Regions from separate parts of the Sus scrofa genome. Here all the other regions are linked to region 2. Evidence: chromatin contacts called from public Hi-C data. All regions are on one chromosome and are shown on one strand. The core of a region is the stretch at or near the end of the contact, and the rest is flanking DNA. Distances in the headings are between cores, read along the strand shown.

What was found. Hi-C and Micro-C count contacts between places; a contact is called where the count stands out from the background.
Region 1: a Hi-C map of liver shows a contact between it and region 2, with 6 times the contacts expected there. The contact joins the promoter of TRIM33 here to the promoter of BCAS2 in region 2. A contact is called at or near these places in 1 of 5 promoter capture datasets (liver), 5 of 47 Hi-C or Micro-C datasets (blood, heart right ventricle, liver and 1 more) and 2 of 2 datasets of contacts at active chromatin or transcription factors (alveolar macrophages and skeletal muscle).
Region 3: a contact with region 2 is called in a Hi-C map of embryonic fibroblasts, with 4 times the contacts expected there. The contact joins the enhancer-like site here to the promoter of BCAS2 in region 2. A contact is called at or near these places in 8 of 47 Hi-C or Micro-C datasets (brain, embryonic fibroblasts, fetal skeletal muscle and 5 more) and 1 of 2 datasets of contacts at active chromatin or transcription factors (skeletal muscle).

Annotation. Positions count from the first base shown.
Region 1 is chr4:106,056,759-106,059,513 of Sscrofa11.1, reverse strand. TRIM33 (E3 ubiquitin-protein ligase TRIM33) reads right to left here and starts at 1,317. Exons shown (of 17, transcript XM_021090008.1): 1 at 681-1,317. The coding sequence starts at 1,206.
Region 2 is chr4:105,991,111-105,993,810 of Sscrofa11.1, reverse strand. BCAS2 (BCAS2, pre-mRNA processing factor) reads right to left here and starts at 1,253. Exons shown (of 7, transcript NM_001244424.1): 1 at 1,068-1,253; 2 at 866-958. The coding sequence starts at 1,160.
Region 3 is chr4:105,893,003-105,895,702 of Sscrofa11.1, reverse strand. No RefSeq gene overlaps it. Among named protein-coding and RNA genes, the nearest start is that of AMPD1, 25 kb to the right of the region's middle. Within about 2 kb of position 1,317, at least 46 of the 83 cell types and tissues checked have an H3K27ac peak or open chromatin away from gene starts, as enhancers often do. A contact at or near this core is called in embryonic fibroblasts, fetal skeletal muscle, liver and 1 more, where this site is marked.

The DNA.
Region 1 (2,755 bases), core at 68-2,567, 66 kb before region 2:
GAAATTCGTGCCCAGCTCTCCCTAACTCCCAATTCCCTTCAAAGTTCATTTCTCCTTCACCCCTAAACCTTAGAATTTTTCCCTAAGCATGCAAGGTCCCCACAGCTATTTTGTTTCCAGAGTTCCTCCTTCTCAATATCATCTTAAAATTACTTTCTTCCAGATACCTTCTCTTAGCCCCTTTAACCTCCTCTATTTAATCACTAATCTTTCTTTCCCCTAGCTCTGAACAGGTCAAGTCCTCTCCCTCTATGGCAATTCATCCTTACTGCCCTTATCTTTCACCTACACCCTCCGCAACACCTCTCGCGGCTGGGCCTTCACTCCAAAACGCTTCCCGCAAGCGGATTCCCAGGACCCCCCCCCAATTCCGGCCCACCGGCCCCCGAACCTGCGCTCCGCCGGAGTCCACGCCTTCCCGGCCCAAAGCCACACATCGCAAACCTCTCCTGCAGCCGGTGTCCCCTCCCCCAGTCTCTCGGAGCCGGCACCCCTCCCCTCACCCTCTCCGTATCTCTGGAGGTCCACGGAACTGTCCCAGGAGCCGTGTCTTTCACCTTTCAGACCCCTCAGGATCACGCCGGTCAGAGCAACCCCGGGCCCGAGCACCTCGGTCCTCAGATCCTCTTCGGCCCTACAAATCCCCTTCGGCCCAGACCGCGTCAGGGCCTCCCGCTCACCTTGCTGGATGTCGCCGTTACTGCCCCCCGGGATGGGCACGTTGAGCTGGCGCTCGGGTTCGGGAAGGCAGCGCAGGCAGAAGGAGTGAAGACAGGGCAGCAGCTTGGGCTCCGCCTCACGTCGGCTCTGCAGGCTCTGCTGACACACGGCGCAGGTGTCCAGGAGCGAGGCTGGCGGTCCAGGAGGCGGCCCCGCCGAGGGAGCCGGAGCCGGAGCCGAGGCAGCAGCTGGGGCCGGGGTCGATACCGCACCCCCTGGAACTCCAGGGGCCACGGAGGCTGCAGGGGCAGAGGCAGCCGGGGCCGAGCCCGAGGAGGCCGCGGCTACCCCACCGTCGTCGGGCCCGGCCGCGCCGCTCTCCGCGCCGGCCCTGCTGCCTTCCTCCTCCTCCTCCTCCACCAGCACAGCGGCGAGAGGCGGCTCCGCCTCCTGCGCCGCGGGCCCGGCGGCCCCGGCAGTTACCGGCGCGCTGCCGCTGCCCCCGCCGCCGCTCTCAGCCTCGCCGCCGCCTTTGTTTTCCGCCATGTTTTCCTCTTTGAACCCGCCGGACCGCCCCGCGCCGCCCGCCGCCGCCGCCGCCGCCCCCAGCCCCAGCCGCAGCCGCAGCGAGAGCGGCCGCCGAGAACGAGCAGGCGAGAGAACGAACGAGAGCGCGCGCGCACGCGGCTCCCCCACCCTCGCGTCGCGCGGTTTCAGGAGGGCGGGCGCGGCGCGCGCACGTACGCATGGACGTCCTCCGGAGGGAGGCGGGAACTCGGAACGCGGGCGCGCAGGCGCCCTCGCCTCCCTTCCAGACCTGCCGGGCTGGTCGGTTGAGTCTGTGCCACCGGGGTTCCGCTCCAAGTGAGCCTTTAAACCCAGGGGCAGATGACGCCTTTGACAGGTCGTGGTTAAAAGCTCAGACGCTGCGGCGATGCGGGGAGAAGCGAGAAAGGGGTAGAAGGCCGCGGCTGGTTCCTGCCCGCGAGCGTCTCCCGGGCGGCGCTGTCCCCAGGGGCGGGCGCGTCTCCGCCGAAATCTCACTCCGCGCACCGTCAGACTCCCGGGCCTCCTGGGTCTCTGAGCTTTAACCCGCCGCGTTCCTTTGGGGGGTTGTACCTCAGGGGAGCCGCAGACTGAAGCTTTTTTTTTTTTTTTTTTTTTTTTTTTTTAATGGTGACGTACCAGACAGAAATAGGCTGAAAAGATCCACTGAGGGGGGGAAAAAAACTTTAGCAGCCGTTTTTAGCTTCTTAAAGTGATTGATGCTCTGACATTGGTACCTATCAGAAACCCAGTCAACTGAAGTATTTTCAAAGCAGAAATGTGCCAGGACCACACCCCAGACCTGCATCAGGAAGTGGGGAAGAGCTGATGAGCACTGAAAGTCACTTTGGCTGATTCTGATGTGCATCAGTTTGGGAGTCACCGATGAAGCTAATATTATGTCCCAAGAGTCCCACTTAGTGTCCTGGCATGAGTTGGGTTTCAGATGCCCTAACAGTGTCAGTAATAAAAACTTTCACGGTTGTCTTTTTTTGAGAAACAAATACTACAGCCTGTTTTAAGGATAGGATCATGCGGTGCTTTTCTCTTGTGTTCCCAAGAAACTGCTATTCTTGAACTAGTGTTAAGTCTTTAAAATAAGCCTCGAAAGATTTTTCATTTATTTGTTCAAAAATATTGGCGTTCTCTTCCTGGCTCAGTGGTTAATGAATCCAACTAGGAATCATGAGGTTGCAGGTTTGATCCCTGGCGTCACTCATTGGGTTAAGGATCCGGCAATGCGGTGAGGTGTGATGTAGATCGCTGACACGGCTCAGATCCCGCGTTGCTGTGGCTCTGGCGAAGGCTATAGCTCCAATTAGACCCCTAGCCTGGGAACTTCCATACGCCACGGGTGCGGCCCTAGAAAAGACAAAAAGAAAAAAAAATACATTGACCTCTTAGAATACGTCAGGATGTTTTAGAGGTGCTAGGATTATAGCAGATAACAAAGAAGAGCCTTACCTTCAAGGAGTTTGCAATCTCATGGAGGAAAATTGACATTTATATTCACAGGGAGTGATAAATGCTATCCCAAAAAAGGCAGAAT
Region 2 (2,700 bases), core at 4-2,503:
AACCCAAGCCCTCATGGATACTAGTCAGGTTCGTTAACCACGTGAGCCAGGACAAGAACTCCTGTGCATAGTTCTTAATACTGTAACATCTACATTTGGGTGACATTTAGAAAAAGCATGGGAAAACAGGATGCCATAGGAACATCTCTCTCCTACTTAAAACTTAACCGATATATTTTTTTCATGTTACTTCAATAGAAATACTGCTTTTTATAAGAGATTTCTTTTGTAAATAAATGGTTACCAGATATGGGGAAAAACGGAACATGTATATACTAAAATGCCTAACAGAATCCATTAATTTAGAAATATTTTACATTTCATTTAGCTGATTAGACCCTAAATAGTATTACAGATGCACTTCTAAATATTTAAAGGGTGCATTACTTAGATACGGTTTGTCTCTTCAGTCATTCTCACAGATTCAGAAAATACTTAAACTTTGGTTCAAAGACCGCCCTCCAGTGGTTCTCAGAAGCTTAGGTAACTAGGCTTTTGTGTATTTAAAAAACCCTAGATCACTTGTTTTGCAGTAGACCTTAAAGAGAAAAGGATCCCTTTGAGAATTTACGCAGTGAACCTACCTCGGAAAAACGTTAACATTCGTTTTTGCATTGTTAGATCAGTTCGCGAAGCCCTAGAAAGTCCTTCTGTGGCTCTAAGAATAAGAACCCGGGAGACAGTTTATCCATGCAGCTATTTTCAATTGACTGACACTACCTATACCAATGAGTAAGCTGTGGCTAGGCAAGTAACAGTTAAAGCTGGAATCTGAAATTCACTTTTGTGTGGCTAAGGCTCTCAATCCAAAACAAAGATTCACAGGATCCTGGTTTATAACGTGGACTCAAAATATCACACTCACTTCAAAAGCGGAATAATCTGGGGCTGTCAGGTAGCTCAAGTAGTTCTTGGTAGGTCGGTACCTGCGAGTTTCCTCCTCTACCAACGCCGCGGCCTAAGAAAGAGAACAGAGGCCAAAATAAGAGGAGCACATCGTTAGGTCAGTCTTCCAGCCCGAAGTGTCCGCGAGCGCTGAGTCAGTCACACAGACACCCGGAACTTACCGCTTCCCGCACACCAGGCGCTTCATAACCCTGGTCAAAATACGGCAGCGCGTCTACAACAACCTCTCCAGCCACCAAACCGGTGCCCGCCATTCTTGGGCTCGCCTGACTTCTCTGAGTCTGCGCGGGCTCAGGCTCGCTTAAATAGGCCTGCACCCGATATTAACATAATCACGTTGCCGACGTCCGACACCTACGTAATCACGTCGAACATGTAATCACGTCTATCGTCAGCGCCGACACTGTCCTAAGCACGTCGCTTGCGTAATAGCTTTTGGCGCATGCTCAGTTAATTCCGAGGGCGTGCTAACTAGAAATTGTCCAGCCTTCTTGTTTTGGTCGGACGTGACGTCATGTTGTGTGGCTCCGGAGTCTGCAGGAACGTCTCAATTTCCTGTCCCCACCTGCTGCGCTTTTTTGCCTCCGATTGGCAGCCAAGTGGAAGAGTTGGGACTTTTGGTTTCCTCCGGCTCGCTGATATCTGGGAGGGGAAACCCTTTAATAAAACTTTTGAGGGAGGGGAAACCCTTTAATAAAACTTTTGAGGGAACTCGCTGCAAGATTTAGCGAAGAGAAGGATCCTGGTTTCCCACCTCGGCTTTATTCCCCTAACCTTCCAGTCTTCGGTTAAACTACTCTCCCTTTTCACTTCCTTGCTCTATCTGCACTATTGTTCTCCGTCCCTTGAGAATCTTTGCACCGAATAAGTGGAATAAGTGCAGCTCTCGCAGACTCTAGAAGTGGGCGTTAGACTCCAGTGAAAACTGCGAAGCTTTGGAGTCTGGAGTGTGCCTAACAAAAGGAACCTGATCTTCCCCCGGGGCGAGATTGGTAACTGCCCACTAACCTCATCTTTTAAAAAACTGATTTTTGCCTTCAGGACGTGTATAAAATCCAATCATTTTGCTTTTAGGGCTTCTGGTAACAGGACAATCTTTCTCATTGCATCCTAACACTCGTGATACTGCCAGTACCTATTTCCAGCTCCCTTTGATTAAGCAGGGGAAGACTAAATAAGGTAGGTAGGACTCTATACCGTGTCCGGTGTGCAAATATCGACCCAGACTTTGCCAAGAGCCTGGAAATGTCGGCCACGGTTATTAAGCTTGAACCTAGGATTATCTTTTAACCTACCATTAATTAAGTGTGCTAGCTATATAGATTTAACTGAAGTAAAAAATCTACAACTTAAGCCATTTAAGATTCTCCCAAGAGATCCACGGAATTTTTTGTTTATTAAAAGATCTGTAAACAACATTTTATACAAATCTTGAGCAATTACTTTACAAACATGTCCAGAATTTGTAATACTTTACAAAAGCAAAATAAAAGACTTAAGAAAAGGAAGCAGCTTCAGATTGCAGGGATAAAATAAGACCCCCATCCCTGTAGCAAAGCAAAAGTCTCCTCACAGAGGGATGGCCAGGATCCACCAGTTACACCTTCTATCCCCATTTTATAAACACTCAATTCCCAATTACTAACTGTTCCCTCAGGATTGGAGTTCCCTCAGAAGTGACCAAATGGGGAGATGTCTGGTAAGATCCCCACTGGGGTAAGCTGCTTAACATGTTTTTTTTTTTTTTTAAAAGACATAGGCTCAGTTTTATTTTCTGGACCCACATATATAGAA
Region 3 (2,700 bases), core at 68-2,567, 98 kb after region 2:
TCCTGCCATACTAGTTAAAAGCTCTTAAGTGTTTCAATGTCAGATTTTTAAATCTAAATCCTACTAGACGACTTTCACTATTGTGTTCGTCAAATTCTGTTGACAATCAAAACACAAAAAAAGCAAAAGTATTTTAAAGCCCATTCTCTCCGCCTGTCGAAGTTCAAGCTCCAAGGCTAATCCTGGCCAATGTCCCGCATTTCCTCCTGTATGCCGTCGCTCCCTCCCTCTTTCTCGGGACTGCCGAGCGCGCCCGAGTGCCACCCGGCCGACGGTCCCGGCGCTTCGAAGTGAGCGGCGAGGAGACCCTCAGCCAGGCTCCTCCACAACCGCCACGGCCGCCGAGCGGGGCTCGCAAAGCCCGGCGTCCCTCCAGGCCCGGGAGGTGCTAAAACAGCGCGGCCGACACCTCCGCCAGCCCGCTCCCGCACCGCCGGCGGACGGCGCCCGACGTACCGCAGCCGGCTCCCGACAGCCGGCGTGCGACACCCGCCGCCGCGAGAGGCCGAAACCCTTGTCTCACACCCCGCCCCGGGTCGCCGGGCTCCTACCTGCCCTGGGCCTCGACGCCACCTCCGCGGCTGGGCTGCCAGGCTCTAGTTCTTTTGGCGGAGGCGCCTGGTCTGCTCAGTCCCGCTTAGGGTGGGCTCTGTCCCGCCCCCGCAGGCCCGGCCGCAGGCCCCGCCCCGGCCCGGCCAAGCTCTGTCCTTATTGGCTCCTGTTCCCACCCTTCATGCTCGGGCCCGCCCCCCCCCGGCGCCTCCCTGGGACCTTCCAGAGGGGAACCGCCCCCGTCTGAGTCCTGCGTAAGTCCCAGAACCTTGCCCAGAAACCTGGGCACTGCCATGTACCGGCCTCAGCAGGTAGGCGACCAGCGCCACTATTATCCGGCCGACGCCTCTAACCTAAGCTCCTTCGCCGTCGCTGCGCATGCTGTCCGACAGACCCACCAGTGATGGACCAGAACTTAACATGAAGGTTGACTCTTCACAGCCACAAGGAAAAAGCCTTGTTTAATTAAGGAATCCAAATGGCAACTCTCTCAAGGAAACCATAGAAATGTCTCCTGCCGCCGGAGGCAGAAGGCCTGGTGTTTCCAGTGAAAGAGTAGCACCATTTCTCTGGCTGAGTTCAAGGAGCAAACATTTCTCTGGCAGTTGCACTACAGCGGCAACTTGAAACGTAGACAGATGGAAATAAAGCTCCAGACACCTGAGGCTTGAAATCCCGGAGCAGAGGTGCCTTGACACTCCTAGTGTCTGAGGTCGGCTCCCACGCCCTGTTGTGACACACATGCTTAAGCACTGCGCCTGCAACACGCTCACACTCAGGTATGCGCATGGCACAGTGCCTACCTCGAGCAGCAGCCCAGTTTCACTAAGGCTGCGAGTCAAGGATGAGTTGAGCCTGTTTCCCAAGCGCTCGCTAACCACCCCACCCCGCCTCGCCCCGCCCCATACCGCCCTACCCTACCCTACCCTACCCCACCAGAGCCTCTTGGATCTGGTGACCAAACTCTTCCCACATCTGTTCACAGAGAGGTACCAAAATAGAAGACGGCCAGAAAGAAAGTGTTTGGCCACACATCACAGATGACCGTCACAAGCCAGCTTAGCCAAAGCAATAAAAGCTGCATATTCCACACCGTCGTGAAACCACAAGCTGTGGACAGTAAGACAGGAATTACCTTCTATGATGGAGGAAAATAAAGAGGAACGACAGGACGTTTTTAGTCATGTCCCAATGAGCAAATAAATGTGAATACTGTTTGTAGTAAATGTTGAACCCTGATCTTTATGGACTTCTCCCCGCTCCCCCCACACACACCAAAAAACAAAACAAAACAAAAACAAACACAAACAAACAAAAAACCTTACGTATTTAGAAATCTTTCCAAACACCTGCCTAAAATAAAATTTGGGGCTAGAATAGCATAGTTCTGGAATTTATTTCAAAATTCAACTTTTATTTCAAAGTTCAAACTTTGCATTCAGGAAGGTCATCTGCCAAAATGAGCAGATTGAATTCCCAAGTACCAAATTTAAAACCAAATCTCCATGGATTCTATGGATGGAATAACTGAATTAATATGTATGTATTCTACTGCCCTCTCATGGGTAAGTTGGAGATATACATAATGTTGGTGCCTTTTAGAATCTGAGAATAGAAAGTTTAATTTGGCAATTTATATTATTTTGATGACAAAGAGGCCAAGGTAAAATAAAACCAGGTTCTCTAAGGGACTTACAAATACTCAGCAAACAGAACTTCAACTTCAGAAACCAAGGAGAGAATTCTTACACTAGGACTAGTACAGACATGCTGTTGAGATCACACCTATGCTTACGGCTACCTGTACAGAATGAGGAAGCATGCAGGAATCTGCTTTTTTTTTTTCCCCCATTTTAAATATCATTACTTTCTGAAATATTTCACAAAATGTTTTTTTGGTTGTTTTTTTTTTGTCTTTTTGCTATTTCTTGGGCCGCTCCCGAGGCATATGGGGGTTCCCAGGCTAGAGGTCGAATCGGAGCCATAGCCACAGCCTACACCAGAGCCACAGCAACGCGGGATCCGAGCCGCGTCTGCAACCTACACAGCTAACGGCAACGCCAGATCGGCAACCCACTGAGCAAGGGCAGGGACCAAACCCGCAACCTCATGGTTCCTAGTTGGATTCGTTAACCACTGCGCCACGAC